2 separate regions of the Triticum aestivum genome follow, and region 1 is linked to region 2. The links are chromatin contacts, called in public Hi-C maps. All regions are on one chromosome and are shown on one strand. Each heading gives the region's core, a stretch centred on a gene start, on an enhancer-like site or on the middle of the called end of the contact. The rest is flanking DNA. Distances are from core to core; before and after follow the strand shown. Region 1 has its middle 310 kb from the start of LOC123070335. Region 2 holds the start of LOC123070335 (brassinosteroid LRR receptor kinase BRI1).

Evidence for each region. A called contact is a pair of places that touch in the nucleus more often than the background predicts.
Region 1: a contact with region 2 is called in a Hi-C map of leaf, with 4 times the contacts expected there. The contact joins the enhancer-like site here to the promoter of LOC123070335 in region 2. A contact is called at or near these places in 2 of 5 Hi-C or Micro-C datasets (both in leaf) and 1 of 1 datasets of contacts at active chromatin or transcription factors (leaf).

What each region holds. Positions count from the first base shown.
Region 1 is chr3B:457,210,496-457,213,671 of IWGSC CS RefSeq v2.1, forward strand. No RefSeq gene overlaps it. Among protein-coding and RNA genes, the nearest start is that of LOC123070335, 310 kb to the left of the region's middle. Within about 2 kb of position 1,261, at least 3 of the 8 cell types and tissues checked have an H3K27ac peak or open chromatin away from gene starts, as enhancers often do. A contact at or near this core is called in leaf, where this site is marked.
Region 2 is chr3B:456,898,622-456,901,852 of IWGSC CS RefSeq v2.1, forward strand. It overlaps LOC123070335 (brassinosteroid LRR receptor kinase BRI1), which reads left to right and starts at 1,599. Exons shown (of 1, transcript XM_044493483.1): 1 at 1,599-3,231. The coding sequence starts at 1,749.

The DNA.
Region 1 (3,176 bases), core at 11-2,510, 310 kb after region 2:
TAATCCATCTAGCCTCTGTTTAGATGTGGTTTTATATTTTAATTAGTGTTTGTGCCAAGTAGAACCTATATGATAACCTACGATGATAGTTGATTTGATTCTGCTGAAAAACAGAAACTTTGCACGCACGAATATAATTTTTTTAAATCACAGGAACGTGATTTTGCGTTGATTCTTTTTGCTGATGTTCAATAGAAAAATTGTCCAGGACTTCCTATTTTGGTAGAATTTTTAGAGTTCCAGAAGTTTGCGTTAGTTACAGATTGCTACAGACTGTTCTGTTTTTGACAGATTCTGTTTTGTGTGTGTTGTTTGCTTATTTTGATGAATCTATGGCGAGGTGCGGCTGTGGAGGTCGAGCGGCGGCCAAGGAGCAGAAGGACGGGACTGAGGATGGGGGCATGGGGCTGGGCGACGGCGCTAACCCTAACGCCACCGCACCAGACCGTCTGCTTGTGTTGTTGTAGGCTGGCTCACGGGGGCTGGGCTTCGGCCCATGTGCTTGGCGAAGCGGAGGAGAGTGCTACGACTGGACGACGAGCGAACGAAACGCTAGGTTCGACGAAACGTAAGAGGGGAAATGGAACCCTCCGTTTATTTTAGGTAGTATAAAGAGATAGAGAAATACCCCATCCGTACCAACATATAAGACGCTCTAGTGTCCACAAAGTCTGATGTTTTGATACAAAAGAAGTATCTAACTATAGTATGGTCTGAAACAGTAGTCTAAAGCGGGTTATGCCTAACATGAAACGAAGAGAATGATAGATGTTTCGTGCCTGTGTTGTGAGACGCCTCTTTGTAAAATTACTATGATTTTTACTTTAAATCATAGACACGCAAATATCATATGTGTTCTTGAAAATGACCATAGCTTTGTTCGACCCCTCATGGTTAAATCCTGGCTCCGCCCATCCATCACAAGTGGTCGCGTCCCCATATGCAAATGCAAGCAAAGCCCGGGTTATGGAACGATCATCAGCCCCAAGCAACAACCGGGCCTCAAACAAACAAGAGATCCACGTCAACAGGAGAAGGGTGGGACGTTGCCATCAGAGATCAGACCCAACCGTGCGCGTAAGACGTGCGGTCACCGCAACCCCACACCGCCCACATGGCCGGATTTGACCGCTGGCCGGTTGCCATGCCGAGCACCGGATCCTCGCCGTGCCGCGCGGGACTTGCCACGCCCAACGTGCGCTATACCGCGCACGTAGTACGTGGCTGTTGCGTTCGTGCCGCCACTGCCGCTTGACTGACGTGAGAGCTGTGTGCGCCTTTGGCCGCTTGTTCACTTGAGAGGGGGTGGTGGTCGCCATCAGATCAGCTGGCTAGCTCGCCCGTGCGGGGAACGGGATTTGGGGGGCGCTACAGGCCAACGGGGGTTTAATGCCGCGCCCCGTGCGCACCCCCGTTCCGTCCAAGTGGGGCTTGCCTTGCTTCTGTCTGCTGCCCCCGTGATATCGGTGAAACCGGGATCCCGGCGGGGTCTCCGGCGTCATGCATGCACGCAGTGCTGCAGGTATGTTGTGCAGCTGACTTTTCACGGGTTATTACTGGTTCTCAATTTTGCTCAGAATTTTTCTTACGGAAAATGTACAGAGAATCGTAGATTCTTTAGCGACGGGGTCATGTCTCGTGCTAGAGTAGACGCTACGGGAAGTGGACGACGTACACGCAGCAGCGGCGGCAGCAGCATAAATTCTTGGCTTCAGGTGGTGCTCTGCCAAGCTGACATGGTGAGTGAGAGTGCGGGGTCGCCTCTGTCCAACCTTCATCTATCAGATTCAGATGCGACTAGACAACGAGCCTAGTTGTACTCCCAAACGCAGCAAAAGGCCACTTCATTTACCTCCTCCTTTTCTTTTTCTTAAAAACAACAACTTCATTCCCCTTAATTAACATGCATTATCACGCCTGCGTAGGGCATAGTATAGTGTAATTGTTAAGATGCAATATACTCCCTCCAGTCCAAAGTAACTTTCTACACCCAGGAGCAAATGCTCCTGGTGTGAACTGCACAATCATAAATAAAAAACTGAAATTTTTTTGGGACATACTTTCGCAAATGCTTGTCGTGCATGCAATATTTCATCATGAAATCATATTGGTGCAAGTTGTGACAAAAAAACAAAAATCAAAGCTCCAAAATGCTTTTATAAGTAACATTTTCAAAGCATTGGTTTTGTTTTTTTACCACGCCTTCCACCAATGTGATTTTGTGATGAAATTTTGCATGCATAACTAACATTTGTTGAAGTATGCCACAATTTTTTTTGAATTTTTTGAAATATTTTTGAATTTTCTTTATATTACTGTTCACATCAGGAGCATTTGCTCCTGGGTGTAGAAACTTCACGCCCCCCTCCAGTCCCTTATACAAGGTCACAAACTCAGATTACAAGTATCAATGTAAAATTTAATGATTGCTTTGCAATCCAAATTTTCTTTTCGTCAACAGGGATCATTAGTACACCGCATGCATGCAAGGACTTAATGGGAATGAAGTAGCTCTTTGTTGTTATGACTGCATGCAAGCAAATCTCTACTCCTAATCTCTACTCCTAATGGAGCAGTGGGTAGCCTGGTACGGTTTATTTTCGTCCCACCTCCTCCCACTGGTTTTTGTCCCTCCCATTAAAAAACCAAGTCCCATTAGGGGGATCTTGTTGCATGCTTCCTTTGGTAGGTGTTGATTCAATTCAATTACGTAAACAATAAGTAATTAAGAATTCAATTACGTAAACAATAAGTAATTAAGAATTCAGAAATTGCACCATATATGTGAGATCACCTTCCTAAAAGGCAGACATAAGATTTTTTCGATCACCTTCCATAATAAAATGAGATGTTTCTTCATAAGAAATCACTAATCCCGCGGGCTATGTCATTTATTATTACCATCATCTCTACTCTTAATTGAGAATCCCAAGTTTCATATGGTCGCACGCATCCGCGCGGCCCTGCGAAGGGACGTCATGCAGGACACAATGGAAGATGTCGTGGCTGGGCCTAACGCTAGCACGGTGCTTGAGAATGCCAGGGCGTGGATCACGGGGTCGAGGACGGCCATGGGGGGAGGCGGGTCATCAGACCGCCACATGGACTCGGTCATATTATATTTCTTGTAGAGCCGGACAAGCTACATTCTCAAATCAAATATGTCCATTTGAATG
Region 2 (3,231 bases), core at 349-2,848:
TACGCGCAACTGCAGTTGCCATCCAACAACGCACGACTGTCGTGTGGGCGAAAAGCAGTTCGGCCACACGCGCGTGGACTAGGTGGTGGCTGTCAGGGCAGAAACTAGTTCGCCCACACAGCGCAACTGGCAAACGCGTGCTGTAGGCGTATGGGCGACCTCCAACGCCCACGCACCGGCCTTGTCCTACGTGGCACGCGGAAATGGCCTCGGTGTGTCAAGATTCATGCAAACTTAATTGGACGGTGATTCAGGCGTGTGGGCGAGTTGCAATGTTGCCACACGTGCGGGCGTTAGTGTTTTCGTTTTTTTATTCATTCCCAACCCACTCCATCCGTTTTTATTTACCACAAATATTAGCTTTGACCTAGGTTAGACTTTATAGATCAAGTTTATCAAAAAGATCTAAATTTTCACAATAACAAGTATCTATGGTATGCAAATACATTTAATGATGATTCTAATGATATTTTGGATGTTAACACTTTCTTTGTACTATAAACTTGATCAAAATTTATAAAGTTTGACTTGAGACAAAGGCAATATGCGAAGTACTCCCTCCTTAAACTAATATAAAAGCGTTTAGAATACTAAAGTAGTGATCTAAACGCTCTTATATTAGTTTACAGAGGGAGTACGTACTAAATAAAAACAGAGGGAGTATGAACGAAAGACGCCTAAAACGGTTGGTCTGGATCATCATATGTCCAAGTGTGCCAAAATAACGGCTCAAGCACATAGAGCATGGATATAAGACTTGCAGGATTTGCAAGTTTACGAGTAAAGACAATTCTGGACGTGGGTAATTGCATGCGCTTGGTTTTGGTTTTTTGCGGGAATTTGCATGCGCTTGCCGAACCAGCGCGTACGTACGGGTAGCGAAGGCTGGAAGAAACTAAACCACGGCGCCGAACCGTATCCGTACCGGAGAGAAAAGCAAATCTCCGGCCAGCTTGTGTGGCCGTGCGTGATGACTTCATCGCGTCGCGTAGGTTAGCGGGCGGTCTGACACGCCGGGGACGAGAGAGAGAGAGAGGTGGGGGGGGGGGGGGGGGGGGGGGCATTGTGGGGAGCCTGGAAAAAGGTGGCACGCACGCACGCTCCGGCCGGCCGCCCGGATCGGATCTACCAGCCCACCTCGGAATTAAAGACAAAAACCCTTCGCGAAGCAACGCAGCCCACGCGTCCCGGATTCCTCCTCCGCACGCCCGGCTCGGACCGCGACCTCGCTCCTCCTTCCCCACGATGATGATGATGAGACCCAAAGCAGTCATTTCCTCCGGCCTCGCCTCGCAAGGCCCGGCGGCACGTGAGCGCGCCTCGAGCAGAGCAGCGCCTGTCCCCGCCCCGCCCCGCCCCGGCGATGGGATCGGGCTCCTGGTTGGTTAGCGTCGCCGTAACTAGCGGATAAGCACCGTGCTTAGCTTTGGTTAGCTTAATCAAATCGCACCGCGGATTACTACTACCACGATTTGTTCGTTGGCGGACGGGGGCACATGCCATGTGACCCCACCACCACTGCCCCCTCTTACCTACAGCTGTTTAATCTGCCCCCCGCCTCCTCTCTCCTCTCTCTCTCTCGCTTCTTCTCCCCTCTTTCTTTCTTTCTCTCCCCCCACCACCACCATCTCGAGTTGGACCTCCCCCTCACTTCCCACTCTCTCCCTCCTCTCTCCTCCTCTCTCTCTCTCTGCTCCCACTTCTGCAGACCGCTTCTCTTATGGTCTCAAGGTAGAGCGCGCTCCTCCATGGATTCCCTGCGGCTGGCGATAGCGGCCGCGCTCCTCTTCCTGGCGGCGCTCGCGGCCGCCGACGACGCGCAGCTGCTCGACGACTTCAGGGCGGCGCTGCCCAGCCGGGACGCGCTCGACGGCTGGGCCGCGCGCGACGGCGCCTGCAGGTTCCCCGGCGCGGTGTGCAGGGGCGGGCGCCTCACGTCGCTCTCGCTCGCCGCCGTCGCGCTCAATGCCGACTTCCGCGCCGTCGCGACCACCCTGCTGCAGCTCAGCGCCGTCGAGAGGCTCAGCCTCCGCGGCGCCAACGTCAGCGGCGCGCTCTCCGCCGCGGCCGGCGCCAGGTGCGGCAGCAAGCTGCAGGAGCTCGACCTCTCCGGAAATGCCGCGCTGCGCGGCTCCGTCGCCGACGTGGCCGCGCTCGCCGCCTCCTGCGGCGGGCTCAAGACGTTGAATCTCTCCGGCGATGCGGTTGGTGCCGCCAAGTCCGCTGGCGGTGGCGGTGGCGGGCAGGGGTTCGCGGCCCTGGACGCTCTCGACCTGTCCAGCAACAAGATCACCGGAGATGCCGACCTCCGCTGGATGGTGGGTGCCGGCCTCGGCTCTGTCCGGTGGCTGGACCTCGCCTGGAACAAGATCTCCGGCGGCCTCTCGGACTTCACCAACTGCTCCGGGCTGCAGTACCTTGACCTGTCCGGCAACCTCATCGCCGGCGATGTCGCCGCCGGGGCGCTCTCCGGCTGCCGCAGTCTCAGGGCGCTCAACCTCTCCAGCAACCATCTCGCCGGCGCCTTCCCGCCCAACATCGCCGGCCTCACGTCGCTCACCGCCCTCAACCTCTCCAACAACAACTTCTCTGGCGACGTCCCCGCCGACGCTTTCACCGGCCTACAGCAGCTCCAGTCGCTGTCCCTCTCTTTCAACCACTTCAGTGGCTCCATCCCTGATTCCGTCGCTGCGCTGCCGGACCTCGAGGTGCTCGACCTCAGCTCCAACAACTTCTCCGGCACCATCCCCTCGACCCTCTGCCAAGATCCCAACTCCAGGCTCCGCGTGCTCTACCTTCAGAACAACTATCTCTCCGGCAGCATCCCGGAGGCCGTCTCCAACTGCACCGACCTTGTCTCCCTCGACCTCAGTCTCAACTACATCAACGGCTCCATCCCGGAGTCCCTCGGCGAGCTTGGCCGCCTCCAGGACCTTATCATGTGGCAGAACTTACTGGAGGGCGAGATACCCGCGTCTCTGTCGAGCATTCCCGGCCTGGAGCATCTCATCCTGGACTACAACGGGCTCACCGGCAGTATCCCGCCGGAGCTGGCCAAGTGCAAGCAGCTCAACTGGATATCCTTGGCGAGCAACCGGCTGTCCGGGCCGATCCCCCCGTGGCTCGGGAAGCTCAGCAACTTGGCAATCTTGAAGCTGAGCAACAATTCCTTCACCGGACAGATACCCGCAGAGCTTGGTGACTGCAAGAGCTTGGTGTGGCTGGACCTCA